Linked DNA regions of Sus scrofa: region 2 is linked to region 1. A link is a contact called in public HiChIP or PLAC-seq data. All regions are on one chromosome and are shown on one strand. Each heading gives the region's core, a stretch centred on a gene start, on an enhancer-like site or on the middle of the called end of the contact. The rest is flanking DNA. Distances are from core to core; before and after follow the strand shown. Region 1 overlaps CCDC88C (protein Daple). Region 2 holds the start of CCDC88C (protein Daple).

What was found. HiChIP or PLAC-seq counts read pairs in DNA pulled down with a chosen protein or histone mark.
Region 2: a contact with region 1 is called in an H3K27ac HiChIP or PLAC-seq map of skeletal muscle. The contact joins the promoter of CCDC88C here to the enhancer-like site in region 1. A contact is called at or near these places in 7 of 47 Hi-C or Micro-C datasets (alveolar macrophages, embryonic fibroblasts, omental adipose tissue and 2 more) and 1 of 2 datasets of contacts at active chromatin or transcription factors (skeletal muscle).

What each region holds. Positions count from the first base shown.
Region 1 is chr7:112,962,441-112,966,953 of Sscrofa11.1, reverse strand. It overlaps CCDC88C (protein Daple), which reads left to right. Exons shown (of 31, transcript XM_021100083.1): 12 at 484-630; 13 at 1,264-1,408; 14 at 4,444-4,513. Among named protein-coding and RNA genes, the nearest start is that of GPR68, 60 kb to the right of the region's middle. Within about 2 kb of position 2,038, at least 35 of the 83 cell types and tissues checked have an H3K27ac peak or open chromatin away from gene starts, as enhancers often do. A contact at or near this core is called in alveolar macrophages, omental adipose tissue, retroperitoneal adipose tissue and 1 more, where this site is marked.
Region 2 is chr7:113,027,736-113,032,248 of Sscrofa11.1, reverse strand. It overlaps CCDC88C (protein Daple), which reads left to right and starts at 1,807. Exons shown (of 31, transcript XM_021100083.1): 1 at 1,807-1,849; 2 at 3,942-4,145. The coding sequence starts at 1,807.

The DNA of each region.
Region 1 (4,513 bases), core at 789-3,288:
AACCTTGTCTGAATAGCTCTTTTTTCCTGGGACCCTGATCCCTGGAATGAATGTCGCATTGAGAGCATGAGGCTCAGCCCGGAGCCCCGGCCAGACTCAGCCCCACCCCTTCCTTGTTAAAGAAACGGGGGCTCGGCGATATGTCAGTGGAGTCGCTCGTCTAACCAGACGAGGTGATGGGTGTCAGAGGCCGTTGCACGGTGGCCGCAGGCCGTACTCCCCAAGGAGGCGTCAGCTTCCCGGAGTTCAGTGTTTTCTTCACTCAGGGGTTTTTTTTCCCTTCTGGTAGAGAGAGTCTGTGCGGCCTGACCCAGGCAAAAAGGAGGAGGTGCTCAAAGTGCAGACAGAACTCTCGTGGCTGCAGCCTTATCCCTGGATTGTTGGTTTTGGTTCCGAGGCCAGAAGAGTTTTGGTCTCAGAACCCTGTCGTCATGAGCCAGGTGCCTTTATCTGATGGTTCCCATATATGATTTTGCTGCCCAGGAGCTGAGAGAAGATAACATCATATTAATTGAAACCAAGGCCATGTTGGAGGAACAGCTGACTGCCGCTCGGGCCCGGGGCGATAAAGTTCACGAACTGGAGAAGGAGAACCTGCAGCTGAAATCGAAGCTTCACGACCTGGAACTGGTATTGCAAGCTGTTGTCCCACAGACCTGTCTGCAGAGATTGGGGCAGTTTCAGGTTTATGCTGGGCCCTCCTCCGATGTTTCAGTCCCTGGGTTTGGAGCCACTGCCGACACAATAACTCACTGACTGTAGAGAGTAGCTCTCGAGGCTCAGCGGACTGGGCTGGGCACCACTTAGCACCCCCAGACAGGAGGTGACCACTGTGCTGTTGCTTTTCTGTAAGGATGAGCGTACATGTGTGTCATTTACAAGAAGGGTCCCCACTGTGCTTATGGCGTGGGTTGAGCTGCGATTCATGAGTTACTTTACAGGCTTCTCACAGCCCATCAGGCCTGACCTAGAGCCACGAAGCCGCCCGTCACCGTGGTACTTAGCTTTAACGCCCTGGGCTGTAAGTCGCTGTGTTCTGACTGCCATCAGTTAGACCTTAGGTCTCTCCTTGTCACCCAGGTGGCCAGTCAGGGTACCTTTCAGGGGCTGTAACCTCACAGCTGGGCCCTTTCCGTGCAGGAAACGGGCAGGTGCCTGGAGGCCTCTCATTCTCAGAGGATGGGGGTGGATGCCCAGGGGGCCAAAGCCAGTCCTGGGGAGTCACCTGGCCACGTCCTCATGCCTTCCCTCTTCTTGCGCTAGGACCGGGACGCGGACAAGAAGCGGATTGAGGAGCTGCTGGAGGAAAACATGGTTCTCGAGATTGCACAGAAGCAGAGCATGAACGAATCGGCCCACCTCGGCTGGGAGCTGGAGCAGCTGTCCAAGAACGCAGACCTGTCCGACGGTGGGTGGCGCCTGGGGCCCGGGAGCCGGTCTGGCTGTGGCCGCCTCCTCACCCAGGGAATGGAGCCCTTGGCGCTAAATCTTCCGTGTCAGGCCATCCATTCACCCCCAGGAAATAGGATTTCCTTCAAGTGCCATTTGGAACCGTTTCATTGCCGTCCTCCCCAAGGAGAAGATGAGGGGTCTGGCAGCCTCGGTGTCAGGATGTGAAGCACAGATTAAATGTTGCCCGGTTTCCCGGTTCCCAGATGGACAGTCCCAGGAGCTTCCAGGTTACAGCACGCTGACACCCGGAGGACATCGTGGGCCGATCTAGGGATAGTTAAAAGCTCTGGATGGCAGGAAACGTCCCCAGGGGTCACTGATCTCCGCTCTAAATGTGCTGGGGGCCTGCTTGCCTCCATTCATCTGCATAATTGTGCAAGAGGGAGGCAGTCTGTTCCCTGTCTCCCTGGGTGGGGCTGCTTCGCGGCTGCTTCCCACAGGCCCCACGCCTCTCCCTCGCCCTCCTGCACTTGCACCGCTGGCCCCGCACAGGCAGGCGAGGTGCCAGCCGGCCAGGGAGACGTGGGTGGGGCAGCAGAAAGCACAGCGGCAGGAAGCGTCAGCGCTCTCGGCAAACAATGGCCAGTTCCTGTGTTCAAAAATAGCACACGTGCCGCTGGTAGTGCGAGTTGTTTACTTAGCGGTGTATGGAGCGGGGTAGGGCCTTTGGGTGGTTTGGGGGTTGCTTTTTTAATTCCAATAACTGTCCTCAAGAATAATGGAAAGGTTGTTGAAAGCAGCTGGGGATGTCTTCTCTTCGAGGGGTCCCATCGGTTCCAAACCTAAAATCAGTTCATTAAACTACTAACCTGTGAGGGAAGTTGGCTGTATCTGGGCTCTGGGGCCTGTGCACTGTGCTGGGACCTGGATCACCCTGGTTCCCTGTCCTGGGAGGAGTGCACATCCACCGGGAAGGACTGCTGCCCCCTGGTGGAACAGAGAGGTAGTGCAGCCTGCCTGGGACAGTCTTGGGCCAAATGAGAGTGTTTCTGTTAGAGACCCGGATGGCCTATGGGCTCTGAAAGCCTCGCCCCTTCAGACTACCCAGTAGTGTGGGCCCTTTCAGGTCAAAAAGCAACATTTATTCTTGGGTTCCAACTCCTGGTGCTTATCTGGGAGCTAAGGAACGCTGGTTTGAATGAAGGCATGATGCAGGCAGAGCTTGAATGCACTTTTGCGTGTGTGGTGTGGTGGCTTCTTGAGTCAGGAAGACCCGGCTTAAGTCCTGGCTCCTCCACGTGTTAGCTGGGTGACCTCTCTTAGACCTCAGTCTCCTTACCTGCAAGATGGGGATGATGAAGCTGCCCACAGGGGAGACAATGAAGCATGATTCCGTGCCTGGCCCGAGGGCACCGATAAAGAGCAGCTGTTCTTATTGCCACTGTCGTATTAAAATCTGTCCCATTACCCTGGTTGCTTGAGGTACTAACAGCGTAGCGCTCCGAAGTGAATTGTTACGTCATCGTGAGAGTCTTTGAGACACTGGCTTTTATGGACGAGGAAGGGAAGCCTGTGGTCAGTTCTGTTGTTTAACCTGTAGAGCCTTAGGCAGGATTCCCCATGAGTGCAGAGTTTCAGTTCGGGGTGATGAAGTCTGGAGGTGGATAGTGCTGATGGCTGCACAAGTGGGAATGTAGCTCATGCCACAGAACTGTACACTTGGTGAATTTTACGTTACGTGTATTTCACCCCAATTAAAAACATGTTCTTTTTTCCATGAATGCTGCCAAGGTACCATCCGAATGATCACAGGCTCTGAATAGGGGCGTTTGAGTTGAGGTTTGTGTCATTTGTTGAGAGCATTTCATGTGTTGAGAGCGTGTGTGTTTCTGTGCGTCAGCACTGGGACTGGGTCAGGGCCACGGACACTCCGTCCACCTCCACGGCTCTGCTGCCTATTGCTGCTTGGGGTCTTGGGGACATTCAGGCTTGTTGGGTCTGAACTGCTGTCCTTGGTGCATAGGTGGGACCTCAGGGGTGGCAGATGCCTTCCAGTCCTTATGATCGCCCAGAGGGTCTGAATGCACACATCTGTCTCCCGCTTGATGTGCTCACTGTGAAAGCCCTGCCCCCGGGGGATGAATAAGCAGCAGGTGGGGGCACAGCCCTATGAGCCGTGCGACAGGGCTCCCAGAGCTGAGTCTGTGGCACTGATGAGACAGGAGAAGGCACGACAACCCCGACCCCTTCTTTTGAGGCTTTCACATGTGTTCCTTTTCCCTCCCCCAAAGGCCCCATGACTTACCTGAGGTCACACACCTGCTGGTGGCATGAAGGGGCTAACACTCCCCATTCCCGACTCTCAGGTCTGTGCCTCCTTCGCCATTTGCATTTGAGCTGTTGGAAAGCCGAGTGGATAATCTGCCTTTATTTCTATCTTTAGCTTATATTTTCTTCTCACTTAGAATTTTTAAAGCAATTTACATATATTGTCTCTTTTTTTTTCCCAACACAATTGTGAAATTACAAAATGAAATCTCTATCCACAGGACCTTTTCCAGGGATGGCGAGTACTGGGCATACGTATCCATGGAGGCTTCTGCCACCTGTGGCAGACATAACTAGCCGATTATCGTATTCCTCCTGCTGAGCTGCCCAGACTCCCACTACTCTCAGAGCTGGGCACAGAAACTGTCGCCCTGTTGACCATCCCTCTTAGCCTCTGAGATCCTTGAGTTGTAGGGTCGGGTTAGCTGCCTGGTCAAAGCTGGGTTCCAGCAGTGAACAGTCTTTAACATCTGCTTTGGCTTCTTTATTGTAATTTGCTTTCCTCTTAAGCTCAAACAGCCCCAGCTGAGCCAGTGGAGGGACCCTAAGTGCCTGAGGAACCCTGGGGCACTGACAGCACCACGTGAAGCGGAGGGGCCCCCAGGTGACCCATGGGTGCCCGACCCAGGCCGTGGGGACCTGACGGCCCCATCTCAGAGTTGGAGGCAGATGGTGGAAGTGGAGGGGCCGGGAGCCCCGGCCTGACTCGGCTCTGTGTTTCAGCCTCCAGGAAGTCCTTTGTGTTTGAGCTGAACGAGTGCGCCTCCAGCCGCATCCTGAAGCTGGAGAAGGA
Region 2 (4,513 bases), core at 558-3,057, 66 kb before region 1:
AAAAAGACAATAAATAAATAAATAAATAAATATGGACATATGTGAATATTTTTCGTATTTGCTTCAGACCTTTTTTTCAAGAATTTTTTTTTTTTCTGATGAAAGCCCCCTGTGTGCCTTGAGTGCATCTGGTTATCCCTGCTCCCTCCCTGGAGGAACTTGTGTGTGTATCCAGTTCACATTGTTAGACTCTTGCTGTGTGTGTGTGTGTATTCTTTTGCCTGATAACCCTCAGATCAAACCTCCAAATAACTGCCTGTACCTCCTACCTGCTCAGCCTTGCATTGGGGACCTGTCCGCTTGCCGTGGCAGTTGTATTAGATAAGCACGGGCTGACTGCTGAAAATTAGCTGTCTTTGGAAATGTGCACACTTCGACTTGAAAAAATGGAAACCTTTTGTCAGAAGTAAGAGTAGAAGGAAACGTGTATCTGACATGGTTGTTGGGAACCGAGTAAACTCTGCCTCGTTCGTGTGGTCTGGAGGGTTTTTAGGTAAAGTGATGTCTCCTTGTTGGGGCGGGGGAGGAGGTGATTACTTTGATGGATAGCGACAGTGTGCAGGGGAGTTTAAAGTCTGCTCAGGCCCTGTCTATGGGCACCAGTGGAATTTGCTTTATGAATAATACATCGAATTTGTAGGGGAGAAATTACTTTCTCCACTCTAGACTTTAAGGGTTAATAAAGAGGAAGTGTGTGAGATGGGTATGCGTGATGTAGCGTCTGTGTTTGGAGGAAATTAAAAGTCATATTGTGATTATAAAGGTATTTTCTGATTGCGGATGGGGAAACAGAAAGTGACATCTGCCCGCTGTCTCACCACCTGGGCCTGCACCCTTGCTCACATTTTGGTATTTATGCTTTCTGACTTTGTGTCTTGTGTCTGTGTGTGTTTCAGGGTGTGGATTATATGCAATCTTTCTTTTCCCATGTAGTGAGCATTTTCTCATCATTACACATTCTGTCATAATAGGAATTTTAGTGTCTGCATGACACTTCATTATGTGGCTATGCCACAGTCATCGATACTGAGTTACTTCTGTCTTAGAATTATAAACGATACCGCCATGAGCATGCTTGGCCCATAAATCTTTCAACTGTTTTTATGTCCTTAGGGTCAATTCCTAGCATGGAATTCCTGGGTCCGGGGGCGTGAATGTTTTGAGGGCTTTGGCTACTCAGGGCCAAAATCGCCTCCTTTGCAGGCCTTTTGTTTTTCTGTGCTGAAGTGCCCGTTCGTGCCCTTCACCCACTGTGATGGTTCCTGTTACCAGTGCCGTGTCCTCCCTCGCTCCTGACTTCTGTGTCTCTGCCACGTGGATGAAGGTCTCAGGTTATTTTTACTGTACATCTGGGTGAACTTCCTTGAGTTGGAGGATCACTGGATTGGTTTGCCCTCTCCAGGAGGATTGTGGTGTGGTGACGGGATGCAGCGGCGCGGCCAGGCAGTCCAGCCCCTGGGCCAGGAGGCTTACAGAAAAGCCCCGTACCTTTCCCCCATACCAGCAGTGGGAGCCTTTGTCTGCCGTGGACTTGACCCAGAAGATAACTGACTTCCCTGGGAATGTTTGCTTTCAGTCTGAAGTTCAAGAGAGAGCCTTCCAGACTGTTGGGAAGAGAGGCTGAGGAGGGCAGTGGTCTGTGTGGACCCCTCCTTTCTTCTTTCCATCCTCTCGCTTTCCTGTCCCCCTTTTTCTCTAGTGTAGCGTGATGAATGTGGGACAAGAAAGCTCTGGTGGCCCAGAGAGGTGGGGGTCACCCAGTTTTTCTTCCTCTGTTCCTCCTCCTTATTCTTAAGGCCATTCTCGATGCCTGAGATGCTCGTGTCTTGTAAGGTGGAAGAGGGCCCAGGTGAACCAGCCACTAGAACACCTGTATATGTGCCCAGGACGTGGAGGTCCAGGACATGGAAGGGAGTTCCCCAGCCGGGGAAGGGGCAGAGCTCACGGAGAGCTTTCTGAAGGGGGTGACCCTTGACCTGAGTCCTGAAGGATGGACAGGGAGCTAGAATGGCAGAAAATGGGGTGATTTGTGTGTGGGGGGGTGTCCTGGGAGAGGAATAGCACCTGCCAAACCACAGAGGCATAAAGCAGCCTGAAGGCTAAGTCACCTCTGAGTGGCTGGAGGTTGGGGTGTCTGTGGGCAGTGGTAATGGGTGAGCCTGGAAAGATTGGGGAAGTTCTAGAGTGTGGATGCCATGCTAATGAATTTGAACTTCATGCTGAAGGATGTGGGAGTCTTTGCAGCATTTTTAAAAAGAAAATTTTGAAAAAACTCAGACACTCACTTGGGAAAGGATTGGTGTCAGGAGAGAGTAGGGGGTGGGGGCAGGTTGTGGGGACCTGGCCCGAAGCCAGAGCAGAGGGAAGAGGGAATGAGTTCTGAGTGTTTCGTGGGGTGCTGGCCGTGTGGGGCTGTGGACAGCAGCTTGCTTGGTGCCCCACCTGGAGCAGACATCTCAGGGAGGATAAGGTCTTTCCCGGGCCCGGGTAAGGCTGAGCTTTGCAGCTGGGTACTGCCCCCCCAGGCTTCAGGGTAGGGCCCCATGAGGTGAGTGGCAGTGGCTCTGGGTCAGCCTGACAAGGACCAGAGGCGAGGCTGCGGGGGCAGGGGGTGGGTGGCAGCTTTCACAGCTACCAGAATTCCCTTTCTCCACACTAAGCAGAAGGCATTTCCTCCTGACCTGTGACCCTCCCTGTGCTCTTGAAATCTGGGATGGAGCCGACAAGGCTGAGGACCGCGGTCAGGGGCCACACAGTCCCCCACCTTTCCAGAGGCAGGTTTTGTTTTTAGAGACCTGGGACCAGGTGCCAGCTGGACTTGATTTCTTTTTTGTCTCTTTTTTGTTTTTAGAAGCAGTGCTATGGAGGCGTATTGACGAGCAGGCAGGAACCTTGAGACTCTGCTCTGTGCCCCAGTCAGGAGGCTGGGAGAGGGTAGCTGGGTGCCCGCTGTAAGCCAGGCACTGCGCTCGGACCTTTCAGCCCTGTCACTGTGAGGAAGAAACTGCCACCCCCATTTTACAGATTAGGAAAGCAAGGCTCATGGAGTAAGATATGGCAGCGCCAGAGAGCTGCAAGCTCTCTTGGTCATCAGCTGCTTGGGCGAACTTGAGAAAATAAAGCCTTCTGCAGTCCTCTAGGGAGATGGCTTGCCGTGGGCAGACCCAGTGTTCCCTTCAGGACCTGCAGGGGCAGCAGGGCTTGTCTGGGGGCTGGGCTGGGAGTGCTGCTTCCCCAGGGTCTCCTGCTTGCGGTGGTCCCCTGTGTTAACCAGATTTCCGCTCCAGGCAGGGCCCCAGAGGAAGAGGCTGGATTGCTTCAGGCACCTTCTGAAACCAGCCCTTCCGGGGCTGGGCGTGGGTGGGACAGAGGGAGCAGCTGGCTCAGTCCTCACCCTGCACCCCAAGCAGCGGGAGGCAGAGAGTCGGGGCTGATGGCAGGGGTGGGAGGGGCCAAAGGTGGGAATGATGTAATTAGCGAAGCTAGAATTGGGCCAGGGACGGAAAGAGAGAAGTGTGTGTGGGTGGGTGTGTGTATGTGTACAATCTTTCGGATCTGAGATGGAGAGAGAGAGAAGTGTGTGTGTGTGTGTACACAATCTTTCTGATAGCTCCCCCTGGCCTTGAGCTGCCGGGGTTTCCCTGCTGTCGCTGAGCCGCTGGCTCTCCTCCTCCTCGGCAGAAAGGAAGCAGCTTTCGCTCGGGCTCTTACCTTCGTGCCCAGGATGCCCCCGCCCCGGCCCGGCGGGCTGCCCCCTCCACTGGTCCCAGAGCTGAGCCCAGAGGCCGGGACACAGCCGGCCCTCAGATGACCTTAGGGTTGCAAACCTGGACCTCCTCGTGTCTCTGAGAGATGCCCTCTCACCGTGCGTTCTTTCCTCTCTCTTGCTCACGTTTTCTCTCAGTCGGTGGCCATCCGTTAAGTTTTCCAGCCCCGCACAGAGGGTCCGTGCACGGAGAGCACCGTGCCTGTGGCAGGGCAGGAAGTCGGGCGGCCACCCGGCCAGCGGTCTGGGTCTGTCCTCCGGCCGCAGAGCCGTGCAAGCCCCCGGGACGCCCCCAGCGACGGCAGTGAGCGCTGCTTTGTGGTGGCGCTGACGGGTCCGCAGGGCAGCTTCATTGTGGTGGAGCCTCTGCACCCCAGTGGTGGGCAGTGGTCATCTTTGGTCACGAAAACATTCCTTTTGTGACCGGAAGGCGGGAAGTCGAGTTCCCAAGTTTTTACAAAGGAAGAAAAAGGAGTCTCTCCCTTTCCTGGTGTTTGGTGTGAAATGCCAGGATCAGCGTGTTTGATGTTATAACTGGTTTGTGAGACGGACTCACGGGAGGACTTGCCCGGGCAGGCTTTGCCCTCCCTGCAGCCGGCCGTGTGGCTCGTGTCCAGGGCTAATAACAGTTTGTGTTATTCACTGCTCCTTGTGGAAAGGCAGAGTTTTCCTGCGCCTTTGCCGTGGCGTTCAGGGCCGTGGTCCTTGTAGGAGGCGATTGCAGTCCTAGCTTTCTCGTGATGAGAA